Linked DNA regions of Triticum aestivum: region 2 is linked to region 1. Evidence: chromatin contacts called from public Hi-C data. All regions are on one chromosome and are shown on one strand. Each heading gives the region's core, a stretch centred on a gene start, on an enhancer-like site or on the middle of the called end of the contact. The rest is flanking DNA. Distances are from core to core; before and after follow the strand shown.

Evidence for each region. A called contact is a pair of places that touch in the nucleus more often than the background predicts.
Region 2: a Hi-C map of leaf shows a contact between it and region 1, with 4 times the contacts expected there. The contact joins the promoter of LOC123164636 here to the promoter of LOC123165063 in region 1. A contact is called at or near these places in 5 of 5 Hi-C or Micro-C datasets (leaf, root and an unstated tissue) and 1 of 1 datasets of contacts at active chromatin or transcription factors (leaf).

The regions. Positions count from the first base shown.
Region 1 is chr7D:428,878,744-428,886,333 of IWGSC CS RefSeq v2.1, forward strand. LOC123165063 reads left to right here and starts at 5,651. Exons shown (of 1, transcript XM_044582690.1): 1 at 5,651-7,590. The coding sequence starts at 5,755. It overlaps LOC123165062, which reads left to right. Exons shown (of 4, transcript XM_044582688.1): 2 at 1-26; 3 at 2,776-2,901; 4 at 3,268-5,301. The coding sequence ends at 4,959.
Region 2 is chr7D:429,031,735-429,038,957 of IWGSC CS RefSeq v2.1, forward strand. It overlaps LOC123164636 (BTB/POZ domain-containing protein POB1), which reads left to right and starts at 4,451. Exons shown (of 6, transcript XM_044582175.1): 1 at 4,451-5,135; 2 at 6,492-6,620. The coding sequence starts at 4,889. It overlaps LOC123164637 (BTB/POZ domain-containing protein POB1), which reads left to right. Exons shown (of 6, transcript XM_044582179.1): 5 at 98-377; 6 at 460-1,495. The coding sequence ends at 1,270.

The DNA.
Region 1 (7,590 bases), core at 4,401-6,900:
GCGACGACGACGACGACGTGGATCGGGTGAGAGCTCTACTACCGCCCCGCCTCTCTGCTTTTCCTGGTCAACGTCGGTGACGTCGCTAGTCAGTTGCGGTCTGCTATTTTCACTTGCCGTCTTTTCCTGCTATTCTGCCACAACAACTCCATATACATACTCTACATTGGCATCATGTCATTGTCACCGAATTTTCAGTGGATCAATATGTTAGAATTTGTTCCTCAATGCACATGCCAGTGCGGCGGATAGATTAACTTTTCTGCCACAGCAACATACGTATCATAGGCTGCTGCTTCTTGAGATTTAGCCATTTCGGCGCTACTAGAAAAATCCTAGCCGCAATGTGCCCCTTCCTCGACTATTTTCGAGGCAGAGATCAGGTCCTAAAATGCAGTACCAAGCACGCCGCGTTGTTCGATTCGATTAGCCTTAGCCTCGCTCCGAGATTTCTATTATTTTGTTCTCCACTTTTGTGGTGTTGGACTGTCAAAATGTCAGGAAGACAAGAAGTAATGTGCAATAAATCCGAAATCCACTGCTGTCACAGTATATACTTGTACCTTCCTTTCAATTGAGGGCGAGCTCGTACATATTTTTGGCACATGAATCGGGCATGTTTAGTATTAATGTGGTCCCCTGGCCTTTGTGCATTGGCTGCTTAGTGGTAGAATGTCCTGAAATTTACCACTGAGCAGTTGCTGCAACAGAATGGAATTTGGACTACCCTTCTTCTAGGGGAATTTGGAGTACGCTTTACACATAGAACCTGCAACTAAATACTAGTAGTAACAGTATTAGTTTTAACTGCACTGTCACTCAAACAAGTTATCAACCGTATATGGTAGAGGTTTTCACAACAACAAAGCCTTCAGTCCCAAACAAGTTGGGGTAGGCTAGAGGACCAACTCATGGTTTTGGCACATGAATAGCAAGCTTCCACGCACCCCTGTCCATGACTAGTTCTCTGGTGATACTCCAGTCCTTCAGATCTCTCTTTTACGGACACCTGTCATGTCAAGTTCGGTCTACCCCGACCTCTGACATTATCAGCACACTTCAGCCGTCCGCTATGCACTGGCGCTTCTGGAGGCCTACGCTGAATATGCCGAAACCATCTCAGACGATGTTGGACAAGCTTCTCTTCAATCAGTGCTACCCCAACTCTGTCTCGTATATCATCATTCTGGACTCGGTCCTTCCTTGTGTGGCCACACATCCATCTCAACATGCGCATCTCCGTCACACCTAACTGTTGAACATGTCGCCTTTTAGTCGGCCAACACTCAGCGCCATACAACATTGCGGGTCGAACCGTCGTCCTATAGAACTTGCCTTTTAGCTTTTGTGGCACTCTCTTGTCACAAAGAATGCCAGAAGCTTGGTGCCACTTCATCCATCCGGCTTTGATTCGATGGTTCACATCTTCATCGATATCCCCATCCCTTTGTAGCATTGACCCCAAATATCGAAAGGTGTCCTCTGAGGCACCACCTGCCCATCAAGACTAACCTTCTCCTCCTCCTTGTGCCTAGTAGTATTGAAACAGCACCTCATGTACTCGGTTTTAGTTCCACTAAGTCTAAATCCTTTCGATTCAAAGGTACTGAAACCGCACCTCATGTAGAGGTTTTTTTATTAGGAAATTTTTCTTTAGGATCACCAAAGTTCTTTGTTTGGTTTTGAGAGTATGATCGGTTGATTATTGTAAGGTCAAGCAAAAGCTAAGGAAAAGACATAGAATGTTCAAAGGAAAAACCTCCAGGCGACCATTCACAAATCATGGGCAGGCAAATATTCTAGCAGTCTGCAGTCCTATTTATTAGTTCTTTGAGATGAGCTTTTCGACCTGGCATTTGATTTCTTGCATGGCTGATAACTGTGATGATTGTGATTCTCTTTCTTGATGTTCTCCCAGCAAAATCCCAATTCTAAAGGTGTAAAAATATCTTTGTGTCGTTTGGGATCTTTGCCATAAAATGTTGGCAATTTTGGTTTACTTCTGAGCTTGAAGAATATGCTTTCATCTTTTAATTGTAACCTTAATGTTCCTCACTATGCTCTTATACGAAAATGAACCTGTATTTCATGCTCTTATAAATTTTCTTTCCCTGACAGAAGGGAAAACACCCAGCTTCTGTTAGATAAGCCAAAGTATTACAAGGTATATATGGAGAAATGTGTCACAATAATAGATGGGTAGCATAACTATGTGTCGAAAACAAGCACAGAATGAAAGGGTAACGAGCTTGCAGTCCAAGACTTCTACTGTCTAAAAAGCTTGCGTTCTGCACCATCTTTCTCTCGAAGTCCAAGCTGAGCAAATGCTGTATTGCCATCACACATGCCACACAAAAGGATTTCAGTTTGTCTTGTACTTACAGATCATATTAGATGTATAACTGTTTGGTGCAATGCAGTATTGTAGCATCATGTTCTGTTTTTCTTATAGTGATGTACATGCTCAATAAATAGGATCTTACGATTTTAAGTACATAAGTTTCTGAAGAGATTTTTTTGCTAGCATTGATATGATGCCAATTTTTGAATGATGCCTCCTGAACTTGTTTTAGTTGAAGGGAACAATGCTTTATCTTGGAGGTGCCAAAGCTTAAGTTCTTCTTTTGTTCGAAAAGCCATGCATTTTGAACTCTCTTAATGTAATTCCAATGAAGAGTCATGTTTTCTGCTGTAAGCTTCACAGCTTAGTGCTTTGTTATTTTACAAAGCCACGAGTTCTGAATTCCATAACTTACTTTTTCTGTCGCATTTCAGCCACATATTTCAGGTGGCTGTGGTAGGGATCTTTCAGCACCATTGATGGAACATGAAAAGTTACATGAAGATCGATGCCATTCAAGGCAGTCTCTTTCTCCTGCAAGCTACACTAGCTCAATTGGGGTATGCACACACTTTCCCTCCCTTTACTCATCTCTTGGTAATTTTGGTGTTTTAGTTTTTGTATCATTATGGAATCAAATTTAGCATTTGAATCTGTACATACTGTTATGTTTGTTGCTTATTATGCGTTATTATCTCAAGACTGGAATGCCAATATTATTTCTGTAGTCTGCATCAGCCTTTTCTCTGTGATCATGCATGCTACTGGTAGTGCCATTTTTTAGGAATCTATTTATAATCATATGCTTGTTTTTCTCTGTCGCCAATGAGGCCATGTTATGTTATTGGTTTTAGTATTTTGCAGCTATAAACATTGAAAGAAACATGTTTTTCACAATTGTATTTGTCTGTCCATTCATTAAACAGGCTGCTACCATAAACCTCGTCAGTCCTACTCGGTCATTGAATTTCAGGGATAGATACAGGGATGCAGGTTGCAATCTTAAAACATCAACAGAGCTATTGAAAGTTCTGAATCGTATTTGGAGCTTGGAAGAGCAGCATGCGGTTGACGTGTCAGCAGTTAAGGGGTTGAAATCAGAGTTGCAGAATACACAGGCATGTGTTCAAGAGCTTACGCAAGAGAGGCAGCGATATCACTATGAAATCGAGTCTCTGGCCAGGCAAGTCAGTGAAGACAAAATGGCTCGGAAAAACAAGGAACAAGAGAAGCTTAGAGCAACCCTTTGTTCGCTGCAAGAGGAGCTTGAAGCTGAGAGACATCTGAGGAAACATTCTGAGAATCTCCACAGGAAGCTAGGGAAAGAGTTGTCTGCAATGAAACCGGCATTTCTCAAGGCTGTAAAAGACCTGGAGAAAGAGCAGAAAGCAACTCACCTGTTGGAAGATCTTTGCGACGAGTTTGCGTTAGGAATCAGAAACTACGAAGAGGAAGTGAGGGTGTTGAAGCAAAGGCATGTAAAGGAGTATGAACACAAGACTGATAAGCTGGTGGTCCATATTTCAGAAGCATGGCTCGACGAGCGAATACAGATGCAAAATGCTGATGCCAGGGGAGATTCAGAAGGGAAAACCTCAATAACGGAGAGGTTGAGCGGTGAAATACGGAGTTTCCTTCATGGTAGAAGATCAAGCAACTTCTATGGTGCTAACAAACATACTGGTAACGAAAAGGGAGACGCAAGCTTGTGTCGACAGTCCCTTGAATCTCTGCACTTAAATGGAGCCACTAGTGCTCCTCGGTTAGCTGAAGACGATGAAAATTCTGTTGCTAGCGACTTGCATTGCTTTGAGTTGAACATGCATGGAGATGCTGTGCAGACTCATGACCTTGCAGGAACTCGACGAACAGTCGCGGACTGCATGTATTCACCAATGAGAAGACTGGAGTTTTCCGATGGTGTGTCTGTTGAGGGCTCAAGGATCTCAACCGCAAGGCCTCGTTCAGAAAAAGGCAAGGTGAAGCCAAGCAGCAGCAAAGCACAGCTGCATACTTCGACACCAGAAATCAGCTCTCGCAACTGTGACAAGATCGATCCTATAGATGAGCAGAATGAAACAGTCATGACCCAAGTCTCTCGACGGTTGCACGATGACTTGCTGAAGATCAAATCAGAGGCTCCTCAGCATGCATTTCTAGAGCGAAAACCGCACGATCATCATCCCCGGACGTATCAGTTTCGTGAATGTGCTGCTTCAAGCGATCTACTGCACAATCTGCACAGTCCAGCCCGGCAGCTGAAGAATCATCAACGCGCGTCGTTGGACTACCAAATATCTGAATGTGCTACTGCAGGTGATGTACGCGGTCTGCGCAGCCCATCCTGGCAGCTGAAGAATCAACGTGCGTCGTTAGACTACCAGATATCTGAATGTGCTACCACAGGCGATCCGCACAACCTGCGCAGTCCATCGCGGCAGCTGAAGAATCATCATCGGTCGTCGTTGGACCATGAAATCTCCGAGGCCTCGCCGGCGCGGTCTCTCGGGTCAAAAGACAATACGCTCAAGGCGAAGCTACTGCAAGCGAGGTTAGAGGGGCAGCATGCCCGGATTAGGGCGTCGGGCTATCCCCTGATCAGCACAAGAAGGAAATGACTGGCTGGCACCCTTGGGCTAAGCTTCCATGCTGTGGTTTAATGGGGTTACATTGTAAGATAAGACATCTGACTAGATGTGTTCAGAATTTCATGCGCGGCGGTGTCGGGTCGCGGGCGGGATATGCGGAATTGTAGCTGCATGGGGGAGGAGAGACCCCCTTGAGTAGATTTGCATCCTTGAGTCTCGTCCGGCTATGATTGAATGATTGAATGTACGTAGAGATGGACTTTCGGTAATCACCTGTCGTTGTAATGTTTGTATAGTAGTATTATATGTGCCGATGTAGAAGTAGGAACTTGAACCCCTGTGCTTGAGAAGAAAGCTTGAAACCCCTGAAGATGGCTCGAAGAAAGCTTGAGAGCTGTACTATTGTCCCCGTCTGCTTGAATTTTCAGCGCGGTCTTGCAACGATCGTCTGATTATATAATACCCATGAATGAAAGCATGTGGTCAAGATCGATGGACGTTCACGTTCGTGCTACGTGACCAAACCAAAGAGCCGCGTGGTTGGCTGGATGCAGCAGTACACCAGCCCAAATTGTGTGTTTTTCTTTTTCTTTTTTTGAGGCAACCTCGCAAAGGTTCCCCGCAAAAAAAAGGGAGTTGTTTAGCGTTGTCATACAGGCCTGCCATTTCTGCATCCGCAGGCCCAAGCCCAAAGCAACGCACGGGATAATAAGCAGCGTCTGTCGCTCGTCTGCCCCGAGTTGCCGCACACCTCTTTCCTGAGAAACAGAAAACCCAAATCCCCTCGGCGGCGGAACCCTAGCAGCTCGCCGCCAGCGGCGGGCCATGGCGACCGACGGCGACATCGACATGGCCGACCTCGCCTCCCTCGACGCCCCGGCCTCTTCCGCCGCCGCCGCCGCCCCCTCCGTCCGCTTCCAACCCAACGTCAAGGGCAAGCCCAAGCCCAAGCCCAAGCCGAAGCCGAAGGCCAAGCCGGCGCCCAAGCCCAAGGACAAACCAGAGCCGGAGCCAAAACCGGAGGAGGGTGACCCCCACGCTGTGGCGGCGGCGGCCACGCTGCCGGAGGGCGGCGTGGATGCGATGGAGACCGACACGGACAGGGTGGGCGCCGGCGAGGGCGCGGATGACATGGATGTCGAGGACGAGGACTTTGTGGTGCGGGAGATCGACGTCTACTTCACGCCCAAGCCCTTCGACAAGGACAGCAAGCTGTACATCATGCAGTATCCGCTGAGGCCATGCTGGCGTCCGTACGAGCTCGGTGAGGTGTGCAAGGAGGTGCGCGTGAAGCCAGGGAGCTCAAAGGTTGAGGTGGACTTGGAGGTCGATACGCAGAGCGACAATTACGACCCGGAGGTTTCTGGGTCTCTGAGGCTGACGACGCAGACGCTGTCATCATCGGAGGCGGCCGATGTGTCTGACTATGCCGTTGGGGTTCTCCGAGGCAACATGGTTCATCTGAATCATCTTGATGCGGTGATGCAGCTACGGCCGTCAATGCCGCATCTGATTTCTGGTGCTTCGCGTACTAGGCAGCCTTTGCAACAGGTGGAAACAAATGGTGGTCGTGCTGGTGGCCAGGCTGTTCCACCAGCTAAGGGAAATGAGCGCTCAGATGGTTCCAAGGACTTGCCTAAAGAACCTGAGCCATGGATTTCTCTCACTTACGAACCAGCTGGGAGTGATGTTGCAAGCAAGTACTATGCTGAGATGGTAGCGAGCGAAGGCAGGCCTATAGATTTCACAATGAGCACACAGGATTACGCATTGTCATTGTGTCCTGGAGGGCCGACAGGCAGCAAGAATATTAACAGAAGCCAGGTGATCCGGGAGATGCTTTCACTGCCACTGGAAGAGCGCCTGAAGAAATGGTTTACTGAGGTGTCACAAGTGACTCGATTTGTTGCTCTAATGCATCTTGCTCCAGACTGTTCGGAGGAAGACCTTCTGGAAACTCTTCCAGGGTATGCTGATTTGGTGCGTGGTTTATGGGTCTGCAGAAGTTCTTTGTTGTATGATGATGGACTCGCTTCCAAAAGGGATCAAATTATGCTTGAGTTTACAAAAATGGAATCCATACCTGTGAAGTATGTGGAGAGACTGATCAGAGATGAGCGAACAAGGAACATGATATTGAATCCGCTGGGTAAAAGAAGGGAGAAGCTTCAAGACTACAAGTTTATAGTAGCAGCAGATTCATCCTTCATAAAACATTATTCCCATATAGTCAAGGAGCAAGAAAATGCTTGGTCGGTCCGTGCTGCAACCATGCCTGACCCCCTAGAGAAATGCAGCGCTACTGAACAAAGGAAAACCAAGAACTCAACCAAATCTAACATTCCTGTGAAAGGGCCTGATCCAGTAATGGGTAAGACCAAGGATGGCCTCGTTCAAGGAAGTGAAAACCATGTGCGCTCTGTCTTGGATAGTGTCTTCACTGCCAATAAAGTTCGCAGCTTTCCGGCAGTTGTTAGAGACTTGAGGCACTTGGCAGTAAAATATGCCTCTGACAGGAAAGATGGAGCAAGATTCCAAGCTCTGTCAAATGCTGCACAAACTTGTGTTTCACTTTCTCGTAAAGAGCTTGATGCTTCAATACGTCTTGTTGCTGTTCCTGTCCATGATTTATATGTTCAAAAGTCCGAGGAGAAGGCTAGT
Region 2 (7,223 bases), core at 3,201-5,700, 150 kb after region 1:
TTTTCAAATCTATATTAACAAACAGTCTCAGTTTTTTTTATTGCCTTTTAGTTAACAGTTACCTTATGTCTGATTGTTGTATTTCTACTTGGAACAGAGGAAAGTGCCCTTATGGAGCTTTTAAGCTTTATTTACAGTGGAAAGTTGACGACAAATGAGCCAACCCTTCTGCTTGATATCTTGATGATTTCTGATAAATTTGAAGTTGTTTCTTGCATGAGACACTGCAGTCAATTGCTAAGGAGCTTACCTATGACCACAGAATCTGCACTTCTCTATCTAGATCTGCCTTCCAGCATTTCAATGGCTGCAGCAGTTCAGCCACTGACTGATGCTGCCAAGGAATTCCTCGCTAACAAATACAAGGATCTGACCAAGTGGGTAGTCTCTTTATTTAAAGAGCCAACTAAATTATTGAAAGTAACATTGTTGAACTAAAGGAATGCTTCCTCTTTCCAGGTTTCAGGATGAAGTGATGAACATTCCCCTTGCTGGGATTGAAGCCATCCTATGTAGTAATGACCTTCAGGTGGCATCAGAGGATGCAGTCTATGACTTTGTGATCAAGTGGGTTCGTGCTCAGTACCCAAGAACGGAAGAAAGACGTGAAATCTTGGGTACTCGCTTGCTGCCGCTCGTTCGGTTCTCTCATATGACCTGCAGGAAGTTGCGGAAGGTCCTTGCGTGCAGTGATCTGGATCATGAGCAAGCATCGAAAAGTGTCACTGATGCACTCCTGTACAAAGCTGATGCACCACATCGACAGCGTGCCCTTGCTGCAGATGTGTTGACTTGCAGGAAATATACTGAACGAGCTTACAAGTATCGCCCGCTTAAGGTGGTGGAATTTGATCAACCATATCCTCAGTGCATAGCATACTTGGATCTGAAGCGTGAGGAGTGTAGCCGACTTTTCCCATCCGGGCGGATTTACTCGCAAGCATTCCATCTTGCTGGACAGGGATTCTTCCTGTCAGCACATTGCAACATGGATCAGCAAAGTGCTTTCCACTGCTTTGGTCTCTTCTTAGGGATGCAAGAGAAAGGCTCAACGAGTGTCACCGTGGACTATGAGTTTGCTGCAAGGACAAGGCCATCGGGCGATTTTGTCAGCAAGTACAAGGGTTACTACACCTTCACTGGTGGAAAGGCAGTTGGCTACCGGAATCTCTTTGCAATTCCCTGGCCGTCGTTTATGGCTGATGACAGCCTCTTCTTCATCGATGGAGTTCTACATCTGAGAGCAGAACTGACCATAAAGCAATCATAGATAGTGGAAAATCTTGTGTGGTTCAAACATGTTTTTCCTGAGCACCAAAATAGACACTTTTGAAATGAGAAGCAAAATCTGTGAACTGTGAAAACTGAAAAGTAACATCTTATGAACTGTGAAGGTGTAGTTGCGCCACATAAGTTTTTTCTTAATGTGTAGCGCTACATGAGTTAAATTTGCAGTTTGTTGAAATTTCTACTCATTTTGATGGTAATCCTTTCAGGGACATACGACATGCTTGGATAGTGTCATGTACTAGAATGTAGTCAAGGTACAAAGAGCGTTTGCTAAATGATGGCAATAAGCAAGTCAGTTCTATAGAAAAGAAAAAGGTTACTTCGAACGATGGATTTTGCATCTTAGGCCCCGCTTGGATTCGGTGTAAGTTTATACAGCTGGATTTAATTTACAGGTGTAAATTACCGGCTGTAGTGTGTTTTCCGTTTGGAATAGAAACGATGGCTGGAGGTCTATCGATTACGGAGGTACTCCCTCCGTCCCGTCCCATTATATGAGAGCTTTTTTGACGCCAGTGTCAAAAACGTTCTTATATTATGAGGCGGAAAGAGTATTTGGGAGGCAACCAACGATCCAAGCAGGGCCTTACTGTATTTTCTTTTAGAAACTGCCAGGTATAGCTATAGGCTCTGTTTGTTTAGTTTGCGGCTGGGCGATGTTGGCAAAAGTTTGGTCATTTGGCAATACGGCTGTTGATTGATTGCCACATTTTTTTAGAATCGCCGGAGGATTCTCACCTAATTTTTTTTCGAGTAAGTCTAAGCATACCATATTTTCATAAAAGGCGAAAATCAAGTACAGGAAACTAAGAACTTGATGCGAATAACAAGTGTAGTACAACTTCACACCAAGCTAATCAATAGATTAGCCACCGCGACAATTACAAACGCAACGCAAGAGGGCCGGGGATGGGAAGGGATCTGGTGGAACCCTTTCCCTTCACCTAATCCCCTCAACCCCTTATAATTTGCATTAGAGTTGTGCTTGGGTAGAGAATACACGAGGGGAAGAGGGCGTGTTGAGTTTACAGGGGGTGAGGGTTTGCATGGGATCCATGGGGTTGCACACGTCGAAAACCAGCCCACCAAAAACAAGGCTTCATAGCATCTACATGAGCCCTCGTATCTGTCAAACGCCTGACCTGCCCGACCGCACAGAAAACAGCCGCCCAACCAGATTTGGCAAATCTGGCTCAAACACCCTGGTTGACTGGCACTTCTCATAACCGGTGCATATGTGGGGCGGATGTGGGGACACCCGGATACGCCCACCATGTAGGACTGACCACAAGGGCCCACATGAACACTCATAGAAACCATCAGTCCGAAGGGCGCCTCCTTCATTTTTTAGTGAGAATGCATTCATGGTGCTGCGTGGCGTCGCACGACGTGCCGCCTGAGGACCAAGCACGGTTATTTAAGCTGGACGACGGCAACCCAACCCTAGCCTGTCTGCATTTCTACCCTCTCCTCCTTTCACGCCGCCACCTTCAATCCGGTCATCGTTAGCCGCTAGCCATGGCCCGTAGTAGGATCACCATCTACGCCATACTCACCCCGGAGCAACGCTTGCAGCTGTTGGAGGAGAACCGGGCTAGGCACGAAGCTCGGATCGTAGTCAGCCTGCCTCCGGATTCATCCGAGCCGGAGCCAGAGGAGGAGGAGACCCTGGAGGACCCGGAGGCGGAGGAGGCAGTCTGCGGGCTTCACCATTGCCAACGCGCTGGCGGAGTTCGAGGTGGCCCAAGCAGAGGACGCAATGGAGCAACAAACCATCCTCGACTCCATCCAGTCGGAGGCGGAGGTGGAGGCCAACCGTCGCTTCCTCACTAGGCAGACGTGGAGCTCAACGAGATCTTGGCCGACGAGGAGCAAGAGGAGGCGGAGCCGGAGGTGCGCCAGCCGCCCATGACCATTAGGTCAGCGGCTTCGGCACAAACTTCATCAACATCTCCAGTGAGGGGGACGAGTATTGTAGTTGTGGGAGTGTACTTGGTACGTAGATCATGTCGGTACATGCTTTTGTATGAAGATGCAAATCGTGAAGTGGCTACTATGATCGTTGGGGGTGAAATATGGGGTATGACCGGTCACCGTTTGCGAACGTGCCTGACCCGTTTGGCAACTCAAATTAGCTATGTATGGTTGTAGATGCTCTAAGGCCAACTCCAACGCAAGGCTCCATTTCATCCGCCGGCGTCCATTTGGATCTACAGAGACAAAAAATGCAGCCCAATGCAGAGAGCCATTATGTTTTTATGTCCACTTTGTGTGTCTCGGACTCATTTCTGTCCCAAAAATTGGGTCAAATTTGGATCCGAAGCGGACAACGTGCGTTGTCCATCTGTGTCCTCTTTGTCCGGCCTGGCCCACCACCCACCGTCTTTTTTTCAATCTCTTCCCTCATTTTTCCCCTCCCGGTCCACACATCCACCCATGAACCGCACAAATATCTCCACCACGCCGATGGGAGACAGAGGAGGCACGAAGCATGATGGCGCTCACTCCGACCGGCCTCGAGACCGCCGTCGCGGTGGCCCCGACAACCGCATCGCCGGCAGGCTCGGTGGTGCTGTCCATGTCGTCTCCGTGGCGGAGAACATCATCCACATCAGGCGCGGCGGCGTGCCCTCCGCATCGGGTATACACCTCTTTGACGTCCTCCTCCCCGAGCGATAGTTGGGTAAGAGCATGTCCGTCCCAAAATGCGTTAGCTCCGTTGGGCTGTGTCCGCATGTCCGTCTATGTCCGCTGTCTATTTTGTTGACCTAAAAGAATAAAAAGCGAATAAAATTCGTGTTGTTTGGGTCACTGCATTGGAGATGCCCTAAGGCTTTCTTAGGTTGCAACATAAAATAGGGCATAAAATATACCCTGGAAACCGAGTTACTCTAACAGTTCGAAATCCAATACGATGCTCTCATTCTGCAATCAGAGTAATCCCAGTTGCCCAAATCATGCTCCATGCATGTTCATGGACAGGAAAGTACTCCATGAGAAAATGATGATGATTACTCCACAAGGGGAAAAACCCGTGACACCAAAACCCACCCCCTCCGAACCGCAAGCTTTGACGTCCTCTCCGTCGACCTGCCGCCTGCGTCCCCCCTTCCTAACCGCAACCAGCCCAACTCTACTCACTCTACTAGTAGTCTAAAAGGAAAGGAGAGACGCAACACAGGTCACGTCGCGAGCGAAGCAAGGCACAGAATCGCGACGCCGACGCCGACCAGACCCTCACCCTCCGCTGACGCGCCGGCCCCACGTGTGGGAAACGTGGCCCGCGGACAGCCGGGACCCACGGCGCACGCCTCCTAGTTAAGCGGCCTGCCGGTCTCTGCACCCAAATCGCCGCACCCGTTTCACGCTTACCACCCTCTGGTTTCCTCCCCATCACACCACAGCCACGCCTCTCTCTTCTCCGTCTCACTCTTGTCCCCACGCCCCCGCTTCCGCGACCTTCTGGAACCTTCTCTCGGGCTAGGGTTCCGGCTCCGACGGCGGTGATGATGTCTTCTGCGGCCTGCGCGCAGCGGCGGAGGTGAGGCGGCGGGCGTGGCCGGATTGGTATTGGAGGAAGGGGGCGGTGGTGGCCGGGATGGACCCGGACTTCTCGCGGGCGAGCGGCGGCCCGAGCTTCGAGTTCGCCTTCAACTCGGTCAACTTCTCCGACCGGGTCCTGCGGATCGAGATCGTCGCCGGGGACGACGCGCCGGGGGCCAAGGGCGCCGCCGGCGAGGGCTGCTCCTCCATCGCCGACTGGGCGCGCCACCGCAAGCGCCGCAGGGAGGACCTCCGCCTCGAGAAAGGTGGGGAAGGTTGGTCTACGTCTCGTCATCATTTCGGTACGGGGCGATTTGGGCGTGGGTGGGTTTGAATTTGTATTCGTACTGATTTGACAGCGGGTGGGTGGGGAGTTGGGAAATGGAGGTAGTACTACTTGCTTTTCCCGCTGATTTGTTTTGATTGCCTGTTGGGGATTTAGGTATCAAAAGCCTTACGTTTGGTATAAGGTGGGAGAAAGATGGTGAGGCAGCTTTTCCTTTTGATTGAAGTGAAGTTATGATTTCCTAGTTGTTTGCCTTGATTTGAATTTCTCAGTTGTTGCCACACGGAATTTAGCCACAATATGATCTTCTTAGCAACGTCGTGTTCAGGAGATGACATTGGTGGGTGGAATTTTAGGGGATTTATCCTGGACTCTATTTGCAAGATCTTATTCAACTCTTAATTCCGCAGAAGAAAACTCTGTGACATTGCTCCTAGTATGATCCTGAATTTGCAAAGAGCATTGTGCACCGTAACCGAACCAACCTCAAGCCCAGTAGATGCAATAAGTTGTATATAAAGTTATAAGCTATAGACAGAAGTTAGTTTGGTTATTGCCTGATTAATAGTACGGCCAGATGTTGTCCAATGTCTCGTTTAGCTGAGCATGCATTCGTTGTAATGGGCTAACAAGGGTTTTAGGTGTTACATAATGCTTCTAAGTTTCTATATTTGAGAAAAGTAAGCATGAAAGTGGGTATATTAAGGGGAGGATGGAGCAGTAATGAAGTTAGAAGTTCTTACTCTTAACTACTTACTCCCAGTCTGTGTTTATTAGGCCACCAGGGCGAAGTGCTGGGACCAAGGCACAACGCGTGTAGTTGCCCAGTTTTGAATTGGCCCTGTTAGAACACATGGGCTAGCGGCATTAATTAGCGAAACCGTTTCGCCTACCTCGCACATGTAGCGGCTGGAGATTTATCTCCCTCAATCAGTGGACGGAACGAGCAACGGAACCTGCGAAATCTGCACTTAATTAAGACCGGATGCGGCTCACTGGTTCTCTGGCCTAATAAACACGGACATAGGAAGTATTTGACATCCTATTAGCGTCCCATGAAAAGTTCGGAGTACCCAATATATTTTGCTTGCATCCAACTTCGCTCTGAATGTGCACTCTAGGCATTCATCGTTAATGCTTGTTCATGGGCCTCATATTGTTATTAGGATTTATGCTTTATTGCTTGGATCTTTTTCTGTCATTGTCATCTGAAACTATTGTACTCTTGCTTTGCTTTATCAGAATATGTTTCTGTCATGACGATCTGATGCCAATGCACTTATACTATTCACACTTTCTTAATCATGTTCTTATTCTAGAGTGCAATAACTTCCATTTTCAATGACCTCCTGCTATCATCTCATGCCCCCAGAATGTGGAAAGTATATGTCAGAACCAGCAAACATCAAAATTGAAGCAGATGAACGTGATACCTATGAGGAAACCAACGAGGAGCCTGTAGCTATGATAGAAGAATCTCCACCTGATATTGGACAAGATGGTTAGTGCAATTGAATATCTTTTAATTACTCCGAAGTACTCCCACCGTATCAAAATATAAGACGTTTATTAGGCTAGTTTAGCCTACAAAAATGTCTTATATTTTGGTACAGAGGTAGTATATGGCAGTCAGGTTCAGAAAATTTAACACATAAACACAGAATTCTGTGCACCTATGCCAGATAATTAAAATTATTTTTTGGAGAACTGTTATGCGTAGCAATCATTGGTACTGATCATATGTGATTTTAGAGTTAGTTGATGGCACAATGTATCAGAGCGAGTAACTCATTCCTTTGTATTGAAACTGTGGAGACATGCTGGTACCGGTGAAGCCTTTCTGCCAGCCATTGCGTTGATAATATTAGACATGTGGTAATCATTTTAAATTCCTCACTTTACTATTGATTGGTTGAGATTTATACGAGCTTGATTACTTGATTCTTTCTGCCCCACCTAATTTTGGAACAATTGGGTTATGTTGGATGGATTATACTTCTGTTGGATATAATTCTGACATAACTGTAAGTAAACTTGTGTACAATTGTTATACATGTGGACAAATGTACTTTAACTTTTGAAGCTACCAGATCTCTGAAGTTTG